Regions from separate parts of the Mus musculus genome. Here regions 2, 3, 4 and 5 are each linked to region 1. The links are chromatin contacts, called in public promoter capture Hi-C maps. All regions are on one chromosome and are shown on one strand. The core of a region is the stretch at or near the end of the contact, and the rest is flanking DNA. Distances in the headings are between cores, read along the strand shown. Region 1 holds the start of Smpd1 (sphingomyelin phosphodiesterase 1, acid lysosomal). Region 2 holds the start of Ppfibp2 (PTPRF interacting protein, binding protein 2 (liprin beta 2)). Region 3 holds the start of Cyb5r2 (cytochrome b5 reductase 2). Region 4 holds the start of Olfml1 (olfactomedin-like 1). Region 5 holds the start of Trim21 (tripartite motif-containing 21).

Region 1 (4,575 bases), core at 1,859-4,358:
ACTGGGCGCCAGGAAGGCTACAGCTAGTGGTCGGCTCAGAGTTTCCTCATCATAGAAGATCTCAAACTCATCCACGTGAGTGTGGCCAAAGAACTGACCGGCCAGAGTGTTTTCATACCTGCCCAGAGACACAGTGATAGAAGGCTGTAAGGAAGTGGAAATGAGGGTGGGTAGACCTGAGGAGTTAGGGTGGTCGTTCTGCAATGGGCAAAGTAGCTCCTCCAGATTGTGAGACTCTGTGCTTGAGGGAATTGCTCTCTCCTTCCTCCCTCCCTCCCTCCCTTTCTTTTTTTTTTTCTCCAGAGAAAGGATTTCTCTGTGTTAACAGCCCTGGCTGTCCTAGAACTCACTTTGTAGACCAGGCTGGCCTTGAACTCAAGAGTGCTTCGATTAAAGGCATGTGCTACCACTGCCTGACTGTTGAGAGTATTTTAACCCTTCAGTCTCCACACCCAAGCCCTCTATCCCTTTACCTGGCTATGATTTTGTAATAATTCCAGCTCCAGCTCTTAAGACAATGTCCTGGAGGGATGTGGCCAATTATATGCACCTGAAGGGAGAATTAAGGGCAGTCAGAGCATTGAGGAATCCAGGCAGCCTTGGGTAGAGTGACAGAAGATTGAGTATACGAAGGACACAGGAAGGTGAACATGGACCCAGGGAAGACAGTAGTTCTAGGAAGTGAAGCGACACTCCCCTCTTCACAGATCTCAGCCCCACACACAGCAGCCTGCTTCTCCTCAGCCCCAACAGCACCTTCTCCACCCGGTTCATAACGCATCCCCTTACTTTGTCTCCTCGATTCTCAGCAGCCTGAAGCTCCTCCACCAGCCACTGGAGTTGTCCAGCAGGATCTGTGGAGTTGATCAAGAGCCAAAAGTTCTCACGGGAACAAAAATTCATATTGAGAGAGATGAGGCGGAGGCCAGGGCGTGGGGTGAGGGCATAGAAGCCCCCAATTCTGAAACAAAAGTAACCGAGATGTCAATAGTCCTGCACATCAGGCAGAGGTACACATGATGTCATCTCCCACCCCCAGGAGCTCCCACCCTAGCTGAAGACCAACAGCAGTAATTATAGGGCTCCTCTGACAGTAAAGAAGCCTCAGAGGGTTGAGAGCTTCATGAATTCAGGACAAAGAGTGAGGTGAGTCAGAAAGCAAAGGCCTTTCTGTCGGGAGATGTTATAGGCCTGGCCACGTTGAGAAAAAAATGGGAGATATTAAAGAGGGAGGGAGAATTCATTTTACAAAGAGAGCTACTGTAGGCAAAGACACAAGCTAGGGAGTGGGGATGTACTGCTAGCTCTGAAAAGAGGGTGGCTGGAGATAATTAAAGGGAAGGCAGGGTCAGGTTAGGGAGGGCAGTAGAGAGTGCTGAGGACACCTGCTGGAGTAGTCTACCCAGTTCCCTCCTCCTTTCTCCCTCATCCATCTTTCTTCTTCCTTCCTGGGTTTCCACCGACAGTAAGTACCTTAGGGTGTGAAGGGCATCAGCTGGTAACCAGGGTTCCCATGCCTTGGCCATGGCTTCATAGAGCCATTGTGAAGATTGGTTTCCCTTTATGAAGGGAGGAGGGAAGCCATTGACAGGAGTGCTCTCATGGTTGCCCACAGCAGGGTACACTGGCACTGGGCCCAAGAACTTCCTCACGAGGTCTGTGATGGTGGTCAGGGCCCTCAGCTGATCTTGGCGAGACTGTTGCCAGACATCATGGGCAGGGATATCTCCCGTCCAGTACACCATTTCAAAAGGGCCGGCAGGGCCCAGTCCTTTCAACAGGCTTTCTAGCGTTCGCAAGGGCAGGTCACACTTGCTGTACTCGCCCCAGAACCCAGCCCCCTTCTGGGAGTTGGGTGGCCATCCGGACCCCCGGCGGCAGCAAAGTGGATCTGCACAGTAAGGGTCTGTGCCCTCCAGGTACTCATGGTCCCAGTGTAGATCAGTAAGGAAGAGGACACGGCTGACAGGGGCACCGGGGGCTGGTGGGCTCGGTGGCTTTGGGGGTGGCTTCGGCACTGATGGCAAAGAGATGTTCCAAGTCGAAAAGATGTCCCAGTGTCCACAAGAGGAGCCCAGAAGCAAGCCACAAGCCTCTGATGGGCTCAGAACTGAACGTGTCCACACCTCCACCACATCGTCCTCAAAGAGATGGACGGCTGACTGGCACACATCTAGTGGTGCTATGTTCAGCATCTTGCATATCTTGATGGCCACAGAGCCTACCCGTGCCACATTGGGCTCCTTCTGTGGTGGAAGGAACCAATGAAGTTAGGTCAGAGACAGAACAAGTGAACCCTGGCCACCACTCCACAGGCTTCCATGTCTAAATCGGAGCTAGGATAACTCTGTCACCATGATAAAGAGACATCAGTATCTCCCACACACTGCCCAGCAGTTCAGCACCAGGCCTCTAGCTACCTACTCTAGCTCAGGGTGTGCTACCATTTCAAGCCCACAATTAGCCAGCTGACTTTACTCTCCCTAACTTTATAAAGGTCACAGTGGGGTAGTGGTAACATGGATGCATAGGAAGCACCCTCTACCAGAAATATATTGCCCCCTCCCCCGGGCATACCAGTGCACTTCATCCTGCCCCCAGCATTCCACAACAGCCCTTCACGCACTCACCTTCAGCCCATGGTTGAGAGCAGTGAATAAGACTTTGCAGGCGGGGCAAGTGAGGTTCTGCCACCCAAAGGCACTCTGGAGCGGCGGCGCTATGGCACTGAATTTGACAGAATGGCCTTCAGAAGGAAGAGGATAAGCTCTGGCAGGAACCCAAAGAACCGTGGAGTCAAACAGAGCCAGAACCAGCGCCAAGCCCAGCCCCATCCAAAGGAGTCCCACTCTGGGTGCCGGTAAGGACCTCTCCAGTCTCTGCTCCCAGCCGGCTCTGAGGTGGTCCTGGCCGGATGATGCTCTGTGGTGGGGCATTGCCAGGCTCGTAGACAGGACTGGCTTGCCCCTCCAGGCCCCACAGGCCGAAGCCCTGGCTGGCCCTCGGGGCCCGGGTAACGCTGGAGACACCTGATTACCCTTCGTTGTGGTTGACTGATAGCTCAGCAGCCAGCCACAAAACAGCTCCTCCCCTTCCTGTTCCTCTTATGGCCCAGCAACTGTGGGGGAGCGGCTGTCAAAACCTTGGGGGCGGAGCAAAAGGGGGCTCGCCAACCCGCCCTGATCCGCCTTCTTCAGCCACAGCCCAATCACCCCGGGCGGTCTTAGGACCCGCGGGGTTGGGGTGGGTAGGTGACCTCGGTAGAGACAAGCTTCACCACCCTGAGCCATTGCTGCGCGAGGCTGCGGGCGGCGGCCCCGATAATTTCTGCCCAGAACTGATGGAAGCCCTTTAGGGAACTCCCAGGTGCCCCTCTCTTCCACCCCCCCTCCCCGCTTTTTTTTTTTTTTTTTTTTTTTAAACATTCAGATTCCTAGAATAGATGCCCGGCTCAGCTGGTCATTAAACTGAGAAGATTAACTAGAGAGGGCTGGGGCAGCGATGCTTGCATTGAGCGGATTGACCTGCCATGGACGGTCCTCCCCTCGATTTCCTATGCTCTGCCACCATTACAGCAGCCTTGAATCACTTAAGGTTTTGTTAATGTGTCTTTCTTTTAATTTAAAATTTTGCATTATTATTTATTTATGTGTATGGGTATTTTGTATGTGTGTGCACCACGTGCGTGGTGCCTGCTGGAGGCCGGAAGAGGATCCACCTGGACTGGAGTTATAGATGTATTGAGGTCGCCACGCCCGTGCTGCGTGCTGGGAATTCTACCCAGGTCCCAACACTATTAGGTGTGGGACCTGCCCTGGAGCCTGGTCAACCTACCAGGGGTCGTCATATCCTTAAAAAGAAAACTGCCTCTTCTAGGAGCTCTCCGATGCCAATACGCCTTAGCTAGGAGTGAGCCTTTGGAATTTTGTCTCGCTTGAACATCCTGTGCGTGCTGTCACAATCATGGCGATTTCACTGCATGCAACTTCCCTGTCGTGCCAGAAAAGTTTCCTTTAGTCACCCGCTGCCTCTGGCTCTTCCAGTCTTTCAGTCCCACTTTCAATCACTTAGCCTTGTAAGGAGAGGTGTGATATAGACCCCATTTAGGGAGGATCACTTCGAAGTCTCTTGTTCTCTGATGATCATTTGTAGGTGTCTGTGTTTAACTCTCTCCTGCTTCAAGAAGCTTCACTGGTGAGGACTGCTAAGTGCTCTGATCTACGGGTACACTAAAGTCATTTAAATACTGTGCCTATTAGCAGAATAATAGTAGTAGGTTCTCTGCCCCGCTATGGGGGTTATGACCTATCTAGCCACAGGCCCTTACACTGATAATGGTGCCAGGTATGGGTTACATCTCATCTCTCAAAGGTCTTCTTAAGTGTTTTTAATCCTATTTTATCTGTTGTTGTTTGTTTGTTTTGTTTTTGAGACAGGATCTCACTATGTCTTGCCCCAGGATCCACAGTTCGGGAGCCAGCCAATCTTCTAACAAAGCTTTAATTCAGAATTCTCAGGATAGAAGGGACTTTTGGCTTTGTTTATTTATTTATTTTTATTTTTTCAAGACAGGGT
Region 2 (4,708 bases), core at 299-2,798, 2.0 Mb before region 1:
TTTGTTCCAACCTTCATCTGTCTTTATCTCTTACATGTATCTCTTATGTTATCCATCCACTTAGCATATCTGCCTTAGTTACCAAAACACAGACAATAGTAGCAATAAACTAAAATCGGCACATCATCAAACCTCAGAGTGATACCACTAATATATTATGTGAGGGCTGAGTGTTGTTGCTCAGTGGTAGAGCACTTGCCTAGCTAAGCATTCACAAGGGTCTAAATGAGATCACCAGTTCCCATCACCATCAGCCTTAAATAAAATCCCAAATGAAAATAACAACAAAAGACTTAACAATATTCCACTTCAAAGTCACGTAAATATGCATACAAACGGGCTGGTGAAGAAAGAAATAATTTCTAATCAGATAACATGTTTAGTATACCAATAGTAATCTAAGACTGAAGATTAATTAGGTCTGTAATTGACTTCCTTCCTGTAGTTGAGCATTTACCTTAACAAAATACTCGGTAATCTAATAAACACTACAGTCTACAATATAATCAATTAAGGACCAAGAGAAATGAACACAGGCAGAAATAAAACCAAAATATGAAGAGGAAGACTGATCTATATCAAATATCTCAGTGCTCTAAGAAAGAGCTGAATGCCTATTTGAATCCTACCGGAACCTTGGAAGTTCTAGTTTTTAAACATATAATAACCTTATTTTGATCGGAGGGAAAAGTATGGGTCTGGCGTCAGGATGGAAGGAGGGAAGAGGACCCACTTTTAAAAACAGAAGCATCCCCACACCCTAATCCTGCCTTGAGCCTTTGGGAAGTGTGTTGCATTTAGCAATTAGTGCACAGAACTGCTCCTGGCCAAAGCGCTCTGGACCAAAGGTCTATGGAACAAACCCACCTAGGTATCTCCAGTTGATGCCACTGCTGCCCTCACGGGACTCAAGGCTTGGGTCAAAATCGCCCGGAACTCTGAGATATCGGAACACCCCGGTATCCTGGGGACCACTCTGCCACCTGTAGAAGCGCGGGGCAGGTGGCACATCCAGAGCGAGGTCGGGTAGAAAACTCAAGCAAATCCAGGGGAGTTGCTCCCTTTTCTCAGTCTCCCAGACAAATAAGTGGGTCCCCAAGTCTTGAAAACGTTCGAAGGTCTAAAAGACCACAGACGCCCAACTACCCATGTAGTTCTTGGATCTGGGGGTACTCAGTTCCCGGGATAGCGGTGAGCCGAGGCAGGGAGACCCACTGACCTGGATGCCAGAGTGCAGCTTCTCTCTCGGAGGCTCAGGTATGCAGGTCGCTCCTGTGTCCCTCACACTTTCCAACATAAGAGCGGAGAACCCAGTGACAGGCCACTGGCCCAAGGACCAACTGCCAACCAAGTGGCAGACCCGCCAGCACCGACCCGGTTCGGCACCCACGTGACGGAGGCGGGGATCCCAGAGAGGCTGGTCCCGGAGTGTGGCTCTCTGGCTGCTGGGACCTTCCCCCTAGGAACCGCCCCTCTGCCACCCCTCCTCCTTCTCCCGCACCGCAGTGGCCCGCGAGGACCCAAGAGCCACAGTTCCAGTTCCACAGGGACTTGCCTGGTCAGCCCCGCCCCCAGGCAGAGCTCCCGTGCTGGCTCAAACCCCGCCCCTCCCGGGAGACCACGCCCCTCTCTGGGTCCAGCCCACTGCTTGCACCTAGGACTCTTGCACTCTTCCGGCCGCAGAAAGGACCCTAGGCATTTTCCTTGTGTCCCACTGTGCTCAGGTCTCCAGAGTTTTTGTAATCTGTCAGCAGGACGAGGAAAGCGTGCGGAGAATTGCAGAAAGGAGCACCGAAGCGCAAGCGTACACACACACACACACACACACACACACACACAGCGGGCCTTGTGTAACCCCATTGAGATTAAGGGTAGTCTAAGACCTGTATCATTCCCAATCAGCCCAGACCAACCCCAATTTGGGTTCCATGTCACTCTTAGATCTGTCTAACTCAACCTCCGCCGCCGCTCCCCCCGCCTTTCCTGAAGGTCCCTCTAGTGGTTAAAGCTCTGGTGTTCTGTCTTGTGAATAGCTGAAGACAGAACACTTCCTGTGCCCTGCAAGGTCAGGTACAAGTATGCAAAACAAACAAACAAAAAAAACCTGGAGACCGAATCCCAGCACCTACCTCGAGCGTGCATAAGGCCCTGGGTTTTACCACAGCTGCTTGCCCTACCCGGGCCTCCAAGGGCCGGTTGCTCATTTTATCTGCTTAGAATCTCCAGGGCCTCAGATGGCAGGGATACAGGGACTCTGGCAGGAGTCTCTACTAAGCTGGACTCCAGTTGCTTACACCTGGAGTGTTGACAGACACGACTCGTCTTTTTTTTTTTTTTTTTTTTTTCAAAATTAGTCTAAAATTACTGGTATGACCAGAGGCTTGCACACATGAACAGAAGATCATAAATACTGTGGCAAACAGGTGTGTGAGCACTGCGGGGACATGGCCAGCAGCAGAGCAAAGGCAAAGCCAGTAGAGGAAGATTGGGGCCCCAGACTTGTGTCACAGCAGGACACCCTTCGGTTCTTTCACTTCCTTAAAATAGCGGGTGAGAGGCTTTTGGAAACAGAGCCTGCGCAGTTCATATAAGTTCAAGTGTGGGCAGTTCCAAATCCCACTGGTAGCTTGGGGCCACGGGGGCAGTTTCTTCCCCCAGGCCCCCAGAAACTGCAGCATTTTCTCAGAACTATACAATTATTTTGTAAAATGTTTTATGAACTTGGCTTTCTCAAGCTTCTGTGCAGTTTGGGAAGGAGCTTTAAAAGTACAGACGCCGGGCGTGGTGGTGCACGCCTTTGATCCCAGCACTCGGGAGGCAGAGGCAGGTGGATTTTTGAGTTCAAGGCCAGCCTGGTCTACAGTGTGAGTTCCAGGACAGCCAGTGCTACACAGAAAAACCCTGTCTCGAAAAAAAAAAAAAAAAAAAAAAAAAAAAAAACAACCAAAAAACAAAAAAAAAAGTACAGACGCTCTCCTCCCATCTCCAGAGGGTCTGATCTCTTGGCGTTGGAGAGGATAACCTGCATATTCGGAATTTGAAAAGCTCCCCAGGTGATTCCAATGTGCAGCAATATAATAAATAACCATTTCTGTGGGTCATGGAGACACCATCAATCTTCATTTAAATCCAACCAGAGTGGAACTGAAAAGCACACGTGAACGATACAGAAGCAGGTGTTCCAGGGCCCTCATGCTGTTAGGAAAAGCAGCAATGAACAGGTCCTTTCCAACGAAAATTTCACCTAACAGGGATATCCTGCCTGTGGGGATTCTGTGTACCAGGGTGTACTGTTTGAGACAAATCTATCTTGCAAAACTATCAAATCCCAACATTTCCCGGATAGAAGCCAGACAGCACGCTACAAACTGTTCACTGAACTTCAGAGGAACCATATAGACAGAGCTCACTCCTTTGGATGATGCCCTTGCACCCTTCAATGTGAGTAGGTCATGTTCTTTGTCAGTAAGGTAGGTGACATGACTCTGCCCATAGAGCAGATATCGACCCTGGATTCATGGTGCTGGTATATCACAGTTATTCATTCATATCAGCCTCATTCTGCAAAAGATTTAGGCTCTCAGGGCCATTCCATCAGAACTGTGTGGGTCATTCCATTCTGCCAAAGATCTACTCAGATGCATGGGGGTGGATCTCTCTTCACAGCCTGTGGGCCCAGCCTGGACTTGGCAAAGACAGAGAACAGCTGCAAGCACACAAAAGCAAGCCTTCTCATATGACCAACCTGGAGAGGCAGAGACCTCAGCACATGACACAGGCTGGCACTGCAGCCTCACTTATGACCTAGACTCAGCCAAGTGGGACACACGTGGGAAACACTTTGAAAAAGAGCCCCCTCTCAAGAGTCACACTGCCCTCTGTAACGCCTAGCATGTCTGCTGTGGCAAAGCTGCTATCTGGCTTCCATCCAAATTAGAATCTTTACCAAGGGCCTTTGTGTGTTAGGGACCGTTGTTCACAGTAATCCCAACACAGTAATACTGGAACACTTCTGTGGTGATGGGATGTAGGCAAATAGAACCTGATGAGATTATTTGCTTAATCTCACTTTTATTACACTGAAAGCTACAAGAAAGAAGCAGGCAACAGAAAAACAAAATGGGACTAGAATTGTATCGTTACCCTTGGACTGGTTTTTTAGAGAAAGCAGACTTTGAAAGACCTGTAAGACCTTGTACAGACATGAAAACAGGCTAAGGGGCAGAGTATTATTTTTAGGCTGAATTGATGGACACACTGATTAAGGATAAGTGAGCAAAGTGTCTTAACTTCCTTCCTTGGGTGATGGAAGTACTAGGAGGCTTGCAGCCTTTCCTAGCTCTTTCATTTTGTCCTTGCTGCTTTGAATAACCCACAGGAACTCTTACCTCTAGTTTAGCAACTATGAAGGTGTGTTCATACCGTACCAAAAAATAAATAAATAAACAATGTAAAAAGAGCTTTGTAACTAGAAAGTAACATCCAACTATTCATGGTTTTACATTGTCACTGTATCCACTTGGCCTGGCAGAAGGGCGAGGCTAAAGGAAATAAAAATCAGACATCAACAAAAAGTGTTATGGTCTTCTGAGTGAAATGTGCCCTATGGGCTCGTGTGAACTCTTGGTTCCCAGCTGAGTGCAGGCCTTGTGTTACTATGATGAGGCATGAGTTACTATGAGGGCAAGCCTTTAAGTATCTTAGTGTA
Region 3 (4,993 bases), core at 2,190-4,689, 2.2 Mb before region 1:
CCAGCCCATGGATATTTTTTGGTTGGTGGTTCAGTCTCTGTAAGTGTCCTAAAATTCTTAACTGCAGTCTGAGACGTGGGGCAGGGGGGAGAAAAATTAATTTTACTATTCCCCACACAACAACATTTCATGCCAATATAGGAATATGTTTGTTGGCAAAATTCATGATGCTCTTGTTTTTAATAGCTGAGTAGTATTCCATTGTGTAGATGAGCCACACTTTCTTTATCCAATAGTTGGAAAACATCTGGGTTATTTCCAGTTTCTGACTATTACCAATAAAACTTCTATGAACATAGTTGAGCAAGTGTCCTTGTGATATGGTGGAGCATCTTTGGGTATATGCCCATGAGTGGTATAGCTGGATCTTGAGGTAGAACTATTCCCAGTTTTTTGAGAAACTGCCAAATTGATTTCCAAAGTAGTTGTATAAGTTTGCACTCCCACCAGCAATGGAGGAGTGTTCCCTTTGTTTCAAATCCTTGTCAGCATGTGTTGTCCCTTAAGTTTTGCTTTTTTTTTTTTTAATCTTAGCCTTTCTTATGGGTATAAGGTGGAATCTCAGAGTCATTTTGATTTGCATTTCCCTGTTGACTAAGGACACTGAACATTCCTTTAAGTGTTTCTTAGTCATTAGAAATTCCTCTGTTGAGAATTCTCTGTTTAGCTCTGTACCCCATTTTTAATTGGGTTATTGGGTTGTTGGTGTCGAACTTCTTATGCAAATGGATGTAACTAGAAAATATCATCCTGAGTGAGGTAACACAGACCCCAAAGGACATGTCTATTATGTACTCATTTATAAGAGGAAATGAGCCACAAACTACAGGATAACCACACTACAATCCCCAAATCCAAAGAAACCAAATAACAAGGATGACCCAAGATAGGATGCTTGAAACTTTCTCAGAAGGGAAAATAGAAGTTATAGGAAGTAGATGGAGGGAAGGAAATGGGTAGGAGAGGGGAAGAGGAAGGGAATGGAGTCAGGAGGATCAGATGTAGGGAGATCAAGGCAGAGAAAACTGAAATCAGCAGGAAGGGGGGCATCTCTAGGACATGTCAAAGACCTGGGATGGGGAAAGCCCCAGGGAATCTATAGCTGAGACCTCTAGCAGTGTTGGACATGGAGCCTTCTATAGCCAGGCAGGACTCCAGTGGAGAGATAAGGACAGCAACCCATCCACAAAATCTTTGGCATAAATTGTGCTGTGTCTACAAGATGTGCAGGGACAAAGATGGAGCAGAGACAAAGGGAATCACCAACCAAAGACTGGCCCAAATTGAGACCCATCCCATAGGCAACAACCAATCCCTGACACTATTAATGATAGTCTGTTAACTTACAAACAGGAGTCTAACATAACTGTCCTCTGAAAGACTCAACCCAGCAGCCAGTAGAAACAGATGCAGAACCCTACAGCCAAACTTCAGGCAGACTTATGGAAGAGTTGGGGAGAAAATTGAGGGATCCAAAGAGGACAGGAACTCCACAGGAAGACCAAAGGGGTCAATTAACCTGTACTCTTGGAGGCTACCAGACACTAAACCACCAACCAAAGAGTGAGCATGGACTGGACCTAGGCCCCCAACACATATGTAGTAGACGTATAACTTAGTCTTCAGGTCTTCATGCAGGTCCCCCAGCAACTGGAGCAGGCACACCACTAAACCTGTAGCCAGCCTGTGAATCCTATTCCCCTAACTGGGTTGCTTTGTCTGGTCTTAGTGGGAGAGGATGTGCCTAGTCCTGTAGGTGTGCCATGGTGGGGTGATTCTGGGGGTAGGGGGATCCTCTACCTCCTCAGAAAAGAAGAGGAGGGGGAAAATGCTGCAAGGAGCTGTGAGAGGAGGGTTGGGGGAGGAGGCTGATATCAGGATGTAAAATGAATAAATAAATTGATGAAAAAAGAAATATACTATTTAATGATAAAAACAAAGACATTATTTCTTTGCCATCATTCTTTAGCACATAAATATCACACTGGTATCTCTTCTGGGCTGGATTGTGTCACAGGGTTTGTTTTTTAAAATTGCTGTTTGAGCTACCAACTTGAATTTCATAATATATATGAAATTTTGCTTGAGATTGGGGCAGAATTTCAAGCAACTTCTGACAAGCCCTAAACATACTTCTGTCTTTTTTCCTATGTATGTACAAAATGTTGAGTTTCAGCATCAACAATTATATATATATTTAAAAAAATCTATGAACTCTGAAAAACATTGAAGATTCCTCAACTACCTTGTGTGGAATCAAATATTCAGCCAAGATTTAGTTCTTCTTGTAAAAGTAAGGAGTATATTCATCTCATTACTGTGTGAATTGATTTCATCTATAATAATGGGAAACTATTTATATAGCAAAGATTATTTTAAGACTTGGAAAAATGACTCAGCAGTTAAGAGAACTCACTCTTATAGAGAAGTAGAATTTGGCTTCCAGCATCCAGACTGGGTAGCTGACAACTGCCTCTAACTTCAGTTCTGGGGACCTGAGGCTTCCTAGTCCTGCTGTTGGGGGTACATGTCTCTCGTTGGAGCTAATGATTTGATGCAAATACCTTCATGAAATACCATTTTACAATCTGGGCTTTCCCCCTCTCTATACCAGAGACTAAAAACTCAGGGACTCGCACAAGCTAAGGTAACCATGTCCTGTATCTCAGTCCTTTGCTGCTGTTGTTGTTGTTGGGCTGGTGTTTGTGTTTTTTTTGGTTTTTCGAGACAGGGTTTCTCTGTGTAGCCCTGGCTGTCCTGGAACTCACTTTGTAGACCAGGCTGGCCTTGAACTCAGAAATTCGCCTGCCCCTGCCTCCCAAGTGCTGGGATTAAAGGCGTGCGCCACCACGCCCGGCTTGTGTGTTTGCTTTTCAACTTTAAGCTAGTCTTACTAAGTTGCCAAAGTTGACCTTTAACTCACTATGAAATGAGTTTTCCTTTTGCCACTTGCAAGCGTGGAAGAGGAAACCAAGGTTCTGAAATGCATTGTGAAGAATCTTCATAATCTGAACTTCTCATCCTGCCTCTGAGAGTCCGGTCCGGTCTCCCACTAAAGACTGGCTGCAGTCACCCCAATCCTGCAAACACTTGGTCCTGGGAGGCTAGGGTAGCAGCTCAGGAAGCATGTTAAATAAGATATGCAGTCTTCCTCTAGGCTGCAACTCTTCTTCAGTTTGCATTGTAAACAAGTTTACAGCAACCCCTTCCTTCATCTTGCCAGGCTCTTAACAAGCTGGGGAGGCTGAATTTTCCTCAAGGCTGCTGACATGCGCAGGAAAGTCAAGAAGCAGAGGGATCCCTGCATAGGGATCTTGGAGATAAGCCCCATTCCCACCCGGCCAGCTGCAGAAGCGCCAGGCTAGTCCTGTGCCAGAGTCATGTGACACAGAAGCTCGAATCCGTCGCTATGGGGCAGGAGTCAGCTCCTCAGCGGCCACTGCCGGATGTTTCATCATCCCCACCATCAAAGGCACTGTTCATCTCGAGGATAAGTCAGGCATCTCGCTCCAGGTGAGTTCTGCCGGGAAAGCGCGGGGCAGGAAGGAACCCGGGGCTAGGCGAACAGCCGCAGGCGGTGGCCGAGGCAGGATTCACGGGCGGTTTCCCAGCTGGTTGGGACAGTGGGCCTCAGGGCTAAGCTGCAGACTTTTCTGCAACAGGTTGGGATGAGAACAAACTGGCCTAGTGAGGGAGGAGCTGGGTGGAGTTGAGGGCTATTATAGGGAGGTTGGCCACGCCTCTTACAGGTATATGTTTGCCTCAGTTACTCATAGGAAGGTGCTAGTGAGTCCCCAAGCCACTCACTGCTCCACTGCTCCAGCGGAATCCGAAGTGAGTGTGGCAAGTCTCTAGAGAGGTGAGCTCTGTCCCCAGCCTTGCTGTTAGCTGGTAAGGATCCCACAGTCATTCCCCCCAGGATGGAGGCAGATGACCAATGAGGGCCTGGAGACACTAGCACTCTGGGATAGGTGTCAAGCCTGGTCCAGGGGTCTTCTTGGACCTGCAGCTAACCTCTGCACGCTGGTCCCAGAGAGAGCCTTCTGTATTAATACCTTTCTCTCTGCTAGTCCTGTAAGACATAAGATCAGCCAGGCTTAGAGCTGCCTAGCCCAGCATGGGTGAAATCTGAGGTCTGTCTTCACACTGTATCTGCCAGGACCAAACCTGTCACCGGGGCCACTGCGATTCTCATAGCCCTGAAGAAAATGAGTGTCAAGAAGAAAGATCTTATCACCTTACAGGACCCTGAAGCCAAGTACCCGCTGCCCTTGATTGAGAAGGAGGTAGTGGGTCACCTAAACCTCCCTCTGGTTAGGTGAAAGGGGAGGGTGGGGGTGGGGGAGAATGCTAGCTGGGGATATGAGGTGATCAGTCACCTCAGGACCAAATGGAGCACCTTTCTAAAGATCTGGACCACAAAGCAAAACTCCTAGAGAGTCAACAGAACCTGCCTACCTCTTTCTTCTTCTTCTTTTTCTAACCAGCAAATCAGTCACAACACCAGAAGGTTCCGCTTTGGGCTGCCCTCACCAGACCATGTCCTGGGGCTTCCTGTCGGTGAGCAGTGCTTGGTGACATGTCCAAGTCTGAGTGTTTGAGTACTTGGCTCCTATTAGCAATGGATTCCCATTCTTGTGGGATATGGAGGGTACACTGATATAACCCTGGACCACATGAATGGAGGGAATAGGCAGCTGGACTTGAGGACAGTGTCCCCATTGTCCCACTTGGACTGTCACAATAGTAATAGCTTGAGGAGCACTGATAAGACGTAAGCTTAGAGTCAGGAAGTTTAAGATCTCCTTAATGGCTCCTGTCCATGCAATTTAAGGCCAGTCCCTCACCATCTCTGACCTTCTTCCATCTATAGTATTTCCCAGGCTTTTCTGCCTACTTCAGGTATAGTGAGGGTAAAATGAATGATGGATATGAAAATTCAGAAACTTCATTGTGTTGTTCAGGGATGACAAGAACAGATGTTCCCTTGCAG
Region 4 (4,705 bases), core at 1,902-4,401, 2.0 Mb before region 1:
TTGAACATTTTCTTTCGTGTGAGGAGTGTGTGTATATGGGTGTGTGTATATGGGTGTGTGTGTGTGTGTGTGTGCCTTGTGTGTGTGTGCCTTGTGTGTGTGTGTCTGGGTCTCTGCCTATGCAGGTGCACATGAAGAGGCACAAAGCAATACCAGGTATCTTTTACAATCGTTCGTTCCAACCTCTTATGCTTTGAGGCATTGTCTCTCATTGAATCTGAAGCTCACTGGCTGTGTAGACTGCCTGGCCAGTAAGCCCCAGAGAACTGCCTGTACCTGTCTCTATGGCACCAGGCCTACAGATGGGCATCTCCACACCTTTCTTTGATGTAGATGCTGGGGATCTGAACTCAGGTTCCTACACTTGGGTAGCATACTTTTCTAACTGAGCCATTGGCCTATCTTCAGAACTTACTCTAATTAAACTTTTGTATTCTCTGATAAATATCTCCTCATTCCTCCTATTTCTCTATTTTTATGAGTTTGTTATTTTCAGATTAAATGTATAGTAAAATCATCCATTCAGTGTTTGTCTTGTAGGGGCTTGCTTATTTCACTTAGCATAAGATCCTGCAAGTTCCTTTACAGTGTCGTGTGTAAGCTTCATTTTAAAGGTTGAACAACATTCTAGTGTGTGTATGTACATGTTATTTATCTGTATGTAACATAATTTTAATAAGATGTAGCTTCTCACTGCATTGAAATCCCATTATTTGTTCCATTAAACAACTTTCAATGTCCATTTAGTTTTCAAATTTTTTCACTCGATGTTATTTCATATTATTTCCAGAAGTGAGTTTCAGTCCCTCACATCTATATATTTCACTATATTTCCAGAAGTGAGTTCCAGTCCCTCACATCTGGCACAGAGCTAAGGATAGAGTAATAGTCAAAGAATATTTGGTGAACGGAAGAATTAGTGAACGGAAATGGGACTGCTGGGTCAGTGTTAATAGTTAAAGCTCACTTGGCAACATTGACTAAAACCTTCCTCACAAACAGAAAACCTTTTACTCATAATCATGCAGAGCCTTTTCTCTTGAAAGAGAAAGAGATAGAGACAGGAAAAGTAGTTGAGAAGACAGAGACAGAGACAGAGAGATGGAGAGACAATGGATATTAATAATTCACAAGTCTCTATTTCCCCTTTCTTGCTCCCCCACATTCGCCTTGCAGACAGGCCCTGTATCCGTGTGTTGTCAAGCCTCTGCACTGGCCAGAAATGCTGCTGCCTGGGATTTGTCTCTTCACCACCAGCCAGAACCTAATGGTCAAAGAAGGACCTATCTTTATCTTCTACAGATCAAACATATCTACACAGCTACAGAGCTACAGGGGGCAGAAATGCTGCAAGGCAGTTTGTCTGCAGACACCCTCTGGCAGGACCACGGGGTAATGCACACGAGTTTAGCTGCTGCCAAAGCCCGAGCACAGTTTTGGCATTTTAGGCAGGTGAGGTTGGCAGCATGTCCAGGAAGGGAGCAAGAAGTGCTGTATGAGGCCCAGGGCCTGGGAGTGCCTTATCTACAGATTCCAGGCCTCCACCTGCTGGATGGACAGTATGAAAAACCACCTTTGGATTGTTCGTTCCATGCCCTTATTTTACTGAAACTATAGATAGATGGCCCCATCATTTGGGCTTACAGATTTTTTTTCAGGAAAATATAGAAAATAAATATTTGAGATAAGACAGTCATAGACAGAAGATGCATAATATGCCAATTCAACTTGCATAAGAGCAAAGCATTGCAAAGTAGAAGATTAAATTTATTCCTAAAAACCTGACTGGCCTATAAAAATATTGAATTTTGTTCACTTGTTGTTTTGCTTTGGTATAGAGTCCCACTTAGTCTAAACTGGCTTCAAACTTCCTGTTTAGCCAAAGATGACTCTGAAGCCCCTGATCCTCCTGCCTCCACTCCCTGAGTACTGCTGTTACAGCTGATATCATAAAACATACCTGGTTTCTGCAGTGATGAGCCTTGAACCCCAGGCTCCTGCACGCTAGGCTAGTTCTTACCAATTGAGTCATGTTCCCGACCCTGGGTTTTTGACTGTTCTAACAAAGTTCTACCTCAAATGCTCTCACTCTGTTTAACATTGCTGGGAAATCTCATTTCCAAACCCAAGTCCAGTTAGGAATAAAAAGCAAAAATCTATGGTGAGCCTCCATATGTAACACCACATTGTCTTATATTCACTTAACAGTTTATCATAAAAAGGAAAAGAGAAAAGCTGGAATCACTTAGCATCCCTATATAGTAAAAGATGAAGAAAACATGACTAGAGTTCTAATTCATACATTGAAGACTGAACTATTTGGTTTTGAATGTTCAACAACCTGAGAATTTACTCAGTGAGTTAGGCTATGTTCTGAGTATGGATTAATGACCCAAATAAAACATCCCTAATTTGAAATCTCTTTATTAAATCTGCAGAGTATCATTTGAACCTAAATTCTATCACTATGTCCATTTTATAGGTTAGAAAAACTGCCAGGGGAAAGTACAAGCGGCCTGCAATGGAGGTGGCATCTGAGCTGCTAGGCTATGCACATCTGTAAATGTCATCTTAGCAGTGATTCATTCTGTATCAGGAAGACATGCACCCTAGTTGACAGCAAAGTGGGGGCACAGCAGAGTGACTTCCAAGAGGCATACTCCCTGTGAAGGGAAGACAGGTCACCTACCTCGAGGACTTGGAAGCGCTGGTAGATGTAGTGTACCATGGCTGGGTCCTGGGCATGTTGTGGTGGGGGCAGAAATGCTGCAAGGAAGAGAACCAGGGAAGCAGAAGCTTCTTGAAGGGCCACCACCATCCTGCACACTTCCCAGGAACTCTGGTTCTCTAAAACGACTCAGGGGTCCGGGTGGTGATCTCTGGTTTTCTGTCTGCTGCTGTGGCAATTCCTTGGAAAACAACGCTTTGCATAGCCAGAGAGAACAAAGTCCGCTTGTTATTCTACCCGGTGCATGATCTCAGTTTCAAGCTGGTGATCAAGTCCAGCTGTTGGCAAGCCAGTCTCTGCAGGCCTTACGTGTTCACTTGGTTGCAGAGAGCTCCGGGGGTCCAGTGTCTGCTGCCCTCAGCTTGGCCATGCACAGACCCTCTCCAGGCTAATGGCTACTTACAGCTTCCAGGTTCAGAGTGTACGGGTTGGGGAAGGGGAGGGGAGGTCTTTTCTCCTCTCCCCTCCCCCAACTCTTTTACTTTTGGTTCCCTCCTCCTTAATAGACTGTGCAGTCCAATCGCAGGCCTAGCTCAACACAGGCCACCCCCCAAGGTCTCAGTGTTGGAATTTCAGTTCAGTTTCTGGCAGAAATTCCTAGGATCTTTTTCCAAGAAGTTCTGTTAGGAGACCCCACCTCTGTTTCTTGCATTCTCGTAGCTCTTAAAGGCATAGCAAGGAAATGTGAATGCTGATCTATGCCATCTCAGAAAAGTGTACAGGGCAGCATTGCTCTGTGGGCAGAGGGGTACAGTGGGCACAGGCCTGGCTACCCAGACCAACAGCTGAGAATTGTCAGGATTGAACTTAGAAGAAAAAAATTTTTTTCCTTTTTCTTTAGATTTATTTTTTAATTCATGTACACATGTATGCATGAAAATATGGGGCCCACAGTGGCCAGAACGTGGCCTCAGAGATTCCTGGGTCCAGAGTTACAATCTCTCTGATATGATTCCTGGGAACTGAACTCCAGTCCTCTGCAAGAGCAGCAGGTGCTTCTAACCACTGAGCCATCTCTCCTGGCCCAGAAGAAAATTTTTAGGATGAGAATGAATGATTGACACAGTGGTTTTTGGGACACTGAGTCATCAGGAAATGTAATCCCACTGTGAGAAAGTCCTCGAGTTTCCCATCATCAGTGTCAGAATTCCCATTAGCAGCAGCCTGGAAACCAGACCCTCAGGCCAGCTAAAGAGAAATCCCGTTGCTGGAGCAAAGCCATAAAACCTTCCATGTTTATGTTTCCTGTGCTAGTGCCTCCCCACCTTTACCTCTTTTTCCATAGGCAGGCCCAGGACCCCACCTCCATCTTCTGTTCTGTTTTATTTTGCATTGTTAATGAATCACTTTTTAAAATAGGGGAAATTGGAGCATTTATGGAATATGGAAAGAGCCCTGGTCGGGAGGTAGAAGACCTGAGTTTGCATTTGATCCATACACAAGTAGCTGAAATCTAAAATCTGAACATTTCTTATTGGTAGCTCTTGAATATCCTAGTTCTTAATAGATGTTCCTCTCTCCTCTTCTTTGATATGATTTTGGTCGCTAACTGGTTCTTCCCTATATCCTTGGTAATGTTCCAAGCACCATCTCCTTATTGTTAAGAACAATTGCTCTTGTTTCAGAGAACCATCTTTGAACTCCTTCCAAAACTGCCTGAACTTTAGCTAACTTCTCTTACATCCTTATTTAAAAACAAAACAAAACCAAAACCAAACTGCCTCGGACATCTGTGTCTTTCTTCCCACATATTAGTGCAGTCCTTAGTATCAGAGAAATCTCTCTCCCAAGAGATGGTGGTTAACACAGAAGCTCACAAGTGAGCAAACTACCAAGAAATCAATGACTGTAGCAAACTAAGCTACAAGTGGGACATGTATGTCACAGCCTTGCCCCAAGGCTCAAGTACCATCAGGAAAGAGGGAACAGGAAGATTATAAAAGCCAGATTTTGAAGAGGACTAGAGAAAAACAGCAT
Region 5 (4,539 bases), core at 576-3,075, 3.0 Mb after region 1:
AAAGACCAGTCTGCTGCTGCCTTACTTCCCATCCTCCACAACTATAAAAAAGAAAGGTATGTTTTTTTTAATGAATTACTCGATCTGTGATATTTTATTATAGGGATCAACAAAGGCTTTAACCATGAGAGTAAAGGGCTATAATTCTGATACATTGTTAAAACCAGCAAGTGGTCAGCCCTCCGTCATCCTTTTTGGTTTGGTTTGGTTTTTCTTGGTTTTTCGAGACAGGGTTTCTCTGTATAGCCCTGGCTGTCCTGGAACTCACTTTGTAGACCAGGCTAGCCTCGAACTCAGAAATCCGCCTGCCTCTGCCTCCGGAGTGCTGGGATTAAAGGCGTGCGCCACCACACCCGTCATCCTTTCTTGTCCCTCTCCCACACCCGTTGGTCCTTTCTTGTTTCCAACTGGTCCTCCTTCTGCTTCCATATTTTTGGGGGCTTCTTAAGTCACTAAATTAGAAATAAGTAGAAGAAGCTTTTCCTGTCCTGGACAAAATGTACTTGCATATCACCAGGGACAACTTGGGTTGCCAATACACACTCAAGTTAGTAGAGAATATGATTAAAACCCAAAGTATAAACATCTCACTTCACCAACACACTAATAATGTGCTAGACAATAATATCAATAGCATTAATTCTTCCCAAATAAAGACTTGGGTCATTTTGTCAGGGAGAGGGAAGTTTGAAATATCAAAGTACTATCTGTGAGTGAAGGGAGTTTGGGTCTTCAGTAGGTGGGGTCTTCAAACAATTACCAAGGTGGGAGCTGAGGCAGCTCTGAGTACAATATGTTAGTAGTCCTGTGTGCACATTATAGAGTATATATCAGCACACCCCTAGGGTGTGCATTAATCTCTCTATCCAGTGTGTAAACTGAAACAGAGCATCCTCTGGTGGTGAATAGCAAAATAGACATTGACTCTACCCTCTGCCTTATTTTGGGACCCAAGTTCTTTGCCTGCAGGAAATAGCAGCAGACCTTCCGTGGTAGAAGCAGAGTCGTTTTCTGATGTTTATAGATGTCTTCGTCCTTTCGGATGCTTGACTCTTTTTCATTCTGCTTTCTAGGACTGTTGTGCTCCAGGAACCAAGCCCCAGTACAACAGCACAATCTAGACAGTAGATGTTGCCTGGCGGCCTTTCACTAAGAGAGATCTCTTAAACAGGACTAGAAATTTCAAATCACAGAATGGTTTTGTTTCCTAAATATAATAAATAGCGAGGAAAATTCCACTGCTGTTTTTAGCGCAAGTTATAATACAATATCAATTGTCCATAAGTCTTAACTCCCTTCACTGGTACAACACATACCTTGACATCATAAAGAATAAATTTCTAGCCCCAAACTATTTGAAAAGAGCAAAATCACACAACAGAGTGGTGGGAAATGGGTATACTTCAAGTACTCTGTACAATTAATATATACTAATAAAAAACAGTGACGGTGGCGGGATCAGTCTTGGGGGAAGCTATCCATCCCTGTAGGAAACAGATGGTGACTCCTCCCTCTCCCATTCAGACCTCTTCTCTCAGAAGCTCCCAGGTAAGAAGAAAAGACCAGTGTCAAAGATCGATATCCTGTAGATTACATTCTGTTAAAGGGGACAAGGGGGCCTTAGAGAGACCCAGGAGGACAGGTACTGAGTTTTTTCCCTGCCTGTGGCCAGGAGTCAGTTTCTTGCACCTCTGACCTCTCTCCTCCCACTCTCTGCCCTGTCTCTGCCCAGTCTCCGCCCAGCCTCCGCCTTCTCTGCCTCTAACCTCCTCTTGCCACTCAACTCCTCACTCCTCCCCTTGCTCCTCCCTCTTCCTGCTAGACCTGCCTCTGAGAGGAAACTGAAAGTGAAATTTGGACTGCAGGCTTGCAAAAGCGAAGCTGGGAGCACATAACTAAAGCTGAGGACCCTGGTTAGGTGAGTGAGACTGGGACCCCTGGCCGGCCTAGGTGGGCTCTTTATCCCCACACCAGATTCAAGGAGCCTCTTCCCATCAGCACCCCACACTCGGGAATTTGCGAACCCACCTGCTGCTTCTTTTCATCAGAGTTGTCTTGTCCTAGCCCTGCAGAGCTGCCCATGCTGGCCTGTGGAAGCTGGGCTCTGAAAGTGACTTTCCTAGTGCCCTGGACTAGCTGAGACGACAGTCCTAGCAAGGGCAGGAGAAGCAGGGTGGTGACCTAGGCCAGAGGGGAGCTCAGGGAAACCCTTACCCCTTGAAGATCCCTGCTTGAGGAGAGTGCTATCCATGTAGAAATTTCTGTGGATTTAAGATACTCCACACCCTAAAGGAAGTTGAGACTAGGTTTGGAGCAGCTTAGAGAAGAGCCCAGGGAGTGCTCCCCAAAAATGTTCACCGGTGAGCACACCTGCATGTTATGTACATAGACATTTATAGAGGGGAACATATGGGCACGCCTACATTGATGCATTTGTGCACAAGTATAGTTTGCATATAAAAACATCAATATATGTGTACATACATATATAAAAACATGCATATACACACATGCAACTCTTATAACTGGGCCATATACTCTTAGACAATGTACTCCGGATAATGAATGACATCTTACATGAACCTGAGTGGGGTCGCTAATGACACACCTAGGCTGCATTGTGTTGCCTATTGCACAACCACCATATGTGCAGCCTGTCATATTTGACAAAATGTCTACTATGATGTATAGCTGCATAAACCTTGACTCCTAATGCCTGACCCCTGTGGTTTCTGCCAAGATTAATGAAGACTAGTATGAGCTAACTCTGGTTGGAATATGGAGGGTCTGTGGTGATATGGTAAATGGTCGTTACTGCCATGACTGACGTCTCTGGGCAGTAGAGGCATAAGATGACAGAAAGGAAATGGGAGACGCCTAGACAGTGAGGGTTAAGCAGGGATGGGTGTGGTGACGGTGGAGCTGTTAGCAGCGTTACCCCCACCAGTTTTCTCTGTCTCTTCTAGAAACTCGGTTTCCCCTTCTGCCTGGCTTGCTCAGTGGGTGAGGCCGGAGGAGAGGCTCCTGTCATTCAGGTTGGTGCTTTTGCCTTCTGCCTTTCCCTCCTGTGTCATCGCTTGTCCACCTTGGCATTATTTGGGGGAGTTTGGGGTTTGCCTTGCTTTTGCTTTTGTCCTACAAACTCTCATTTTTATCTCTTCGCCCCTCTGCATCTCTCAAGATTCCACGGCAGATATCACCCTCTACAACCTCAAAAATGTCTCTGGAAAAGATGTGGGAGGAGGTCACCTGTTCTATCTGCCTGGATCCCATGGTGGAGCCTATGAGTATCGAATGTGGCCATTGCTTTTGCAAGGAATGCATTTTTGAAGTTGGGAAGAATGGGGGCAGTTCATGTCCCGAGTGCCGGCAACAGTTTCTGCTCCGAAACCTCAGGCCCAATAGACATATAGCCAACATGGTGGAAAACCTTAAACAGATAGCCCAGAATACCAAGAAGAGTACCCAGGAAACGCACTGCATGAAGCATGGAGAGAAGCTTCACCTATTCTGTGAGGAAGATGGGCAGGCCCTTTGCTGGGTGTGTGCCCAGTCTGGGAAACACCGGGACCACACCAGGGTCCCTATTGAAGAGGCTGCTAAGGTATACCAGGTAAGGCCTTAGCACAGACTAAAGAACATAGCCACTTTGTCCCCCAGAATGGTGGCTGAGAAGTTGGGGGATGAAGGGATAATTTCTCCCTTCATTGAGAGGAGCTTGTGTATGGAATACAACTTTATTTCTCAGCAGCAGAGGCAAAGCCATGGGAAAGGAGTCATGCATCGTGCTTCCTCGTGGCTCCCGGGTACATTAGAAATGCAGTGGCCCAGATCCCGTTACCCATTGGTGTAACTCTGTTTTTGTTAAGACATACTAGATTTCTTCCATAGTCTTTCCATCTGCCTCCTCCAACCTGGGGACTAACCTGCCATCTTTTTCTACAGGAGAAGATCCACGTGGCTTTAGAAAAACTGAGAAAGGGGAAAGAGTTGGCCGAGAAGATGGAAATGGATCTCACGATGCAAAGAACAGACTGGAAGGCAAGAGCTGTAGGCTGGGCTGTGTCCCAGGTCTTGACCTCAAGCAAGCCTTAACCATGACTGTGCCTATCCAAGGGGCGGTAGAGTTATTATATAGGTCACTCTCCAAGACCCATCCACACACTGTGACTCCAGATAGAGAGGAATTGAAAGAAAGGAAGGAAGAGAGGAGAAGGAAAGAGAGAAGGAAAGGAAGGAGGGAGGGATAGAAGAGAGTCAGGGATGAAGGGAGGCAGAAGGGAGGGAGGGAAGAGGAAAGAAGGAAGCTTAAAATCAGATGGGATTTTCCCCAATCTGGCACAAATATCAAGAATTTCTGGAGAAAGTTTAAGGTTTCGTCATTCCTTCTGACCCTGTCTCAGGGAACAGCATAGTCAACATTAGTTTCTTGGGTCTGTGATAGGAAGTCCACCTGACCTGGTGGCTGCTTGATGGTGAGCAAGTTATTAGTCCAAAGCCTGCTAGGGACCTAAAGCCTGTCACAGTGAGAATTTGCTG

The links. Promoter capture Hi-C pulls out the DNA fragments that hold promoters and counts their contacts.
Region 2: a promoter capture Hi-C map of liver shows a contact between it and region 1, with 9 times the contacts expected there. The contact joins the promoter of Ppfibp2 here to the promoter of Smpd1 in region 1. A contact is called at or near these places in 4 of 39 promoter capture datasets (hippocampal neurons, liver and pre-B cells), 1 of 484 Hi-C or Micro-C datasets (B cells) and 2 of 9 other capture datasets (adipose tissue and liver).
Region 3: a promoter capture Hi-C map of liver shows a contact between it and region 1, with 3 times the contacts expected there. The contact joins the promoter of Cyb5r2 here to the promoter of Smpd1 in region 1. A contact is called at or near these places in 3 of 39 promoter capture datasets (frontonasal cranial neural crest, hippocampal neurons and liver).
Region 4: a contact with region 1 is called in a promoter capture Hi-C map of liver, with 8 times the contacts expected there. The contact joins the promoter of Olfml1 here to the promoter of Smpd1 in region 1. A contact is called at or near these places in 5 of 39 promoter capture datasets (cranial neural crest, hippocampal neurons, liver and 1 more).
Region 5: a contact with region 1 is called in a promoter capture Hi-C map of pre-B cells, with 12 times the contacts expected there. The contact joins the promoter of Trim21 here to the promoter of Smpd1 in region 1. A contact is called at or near these places in 4 of 39 promoter capture datasets (the C10 cell line, cranial neural crest, liver and 1 more), 1 of 115 datasets of contacts at active chromatin or transcription factors (large pre-B cells) and 1 of 9 other capture datasets (liver).

The regions. Positions count from the first base shown.
Region 1 is chr7:105,552,893-105,557,467 of GRCm38.p6, reverse strand. It overlaps Smpd1 (sphingomyelin phosphodiesterase 1, acid lysosomal), which reads right to left and starts at 3,108. Exons shown (of 6, transcript NM_011421.2): 1 at 2,631-3,108; 2 at 1,474-2,246; 3 at 790-961; 4 at 474-550; 5 at 1-118. The coding sequence starts at 2,936. It overlaps Gm39063 (a long non-coding RNA gene), which reads left to right and starts at 3,107. Exons shown (of 3, transcript XR_869857.2): 1 at 3,107-3,366.
Region 2 is chr7:107,591,891-107,596,598 of GRCm38.p6, reverse strand. It overlaps Ppfibp2 (PTPRF interacting protein, binding protein 2 (liprin beta 2)), which reads right to left and starts at 1,548. Exons shown (of 25, transcript NM_008905.2): 1 at 1,220-1,548.
Region 3 is chr7:107,756,478-107,761,470 of GRCm38.p6, reverse strand. It overlaps Cyb5r2 (cytochrome b5 reductase 2), which reads left to right and starts at 3,439. Exons shown (of 9, transcript NM_177216.4): 1 at 3,439-3,513; 2 at 4,160-4,286; 3 at 4,488-4,560. The coding sequence starts at 4,209.
Region 4 is chr7:107,565,879-107,570,583 of GRCm38.p6, reverse strand. Olfml1 (olfactomedin-like 1) reads right to left here and starts at 3,151. Exons shown (of 3, transcript NM_172907.3): 1 at 2,690-3,151. The coding sequence starts at 2,818.
Region 5 is chr7:102,562,768-102,567,306 of GRCm38.p6, reverse strand. Trim21 (tripartite motif-containing 21) reads left to right here and starts at 1,825. Exons shown (of 8, transcript NM_009277.4): 1 at 1,825-1,918; 2 at 2,967-3,035; 3 at 3,182-3,613; 4 at 3,946-4,041. The coding sequence starts at 3,218.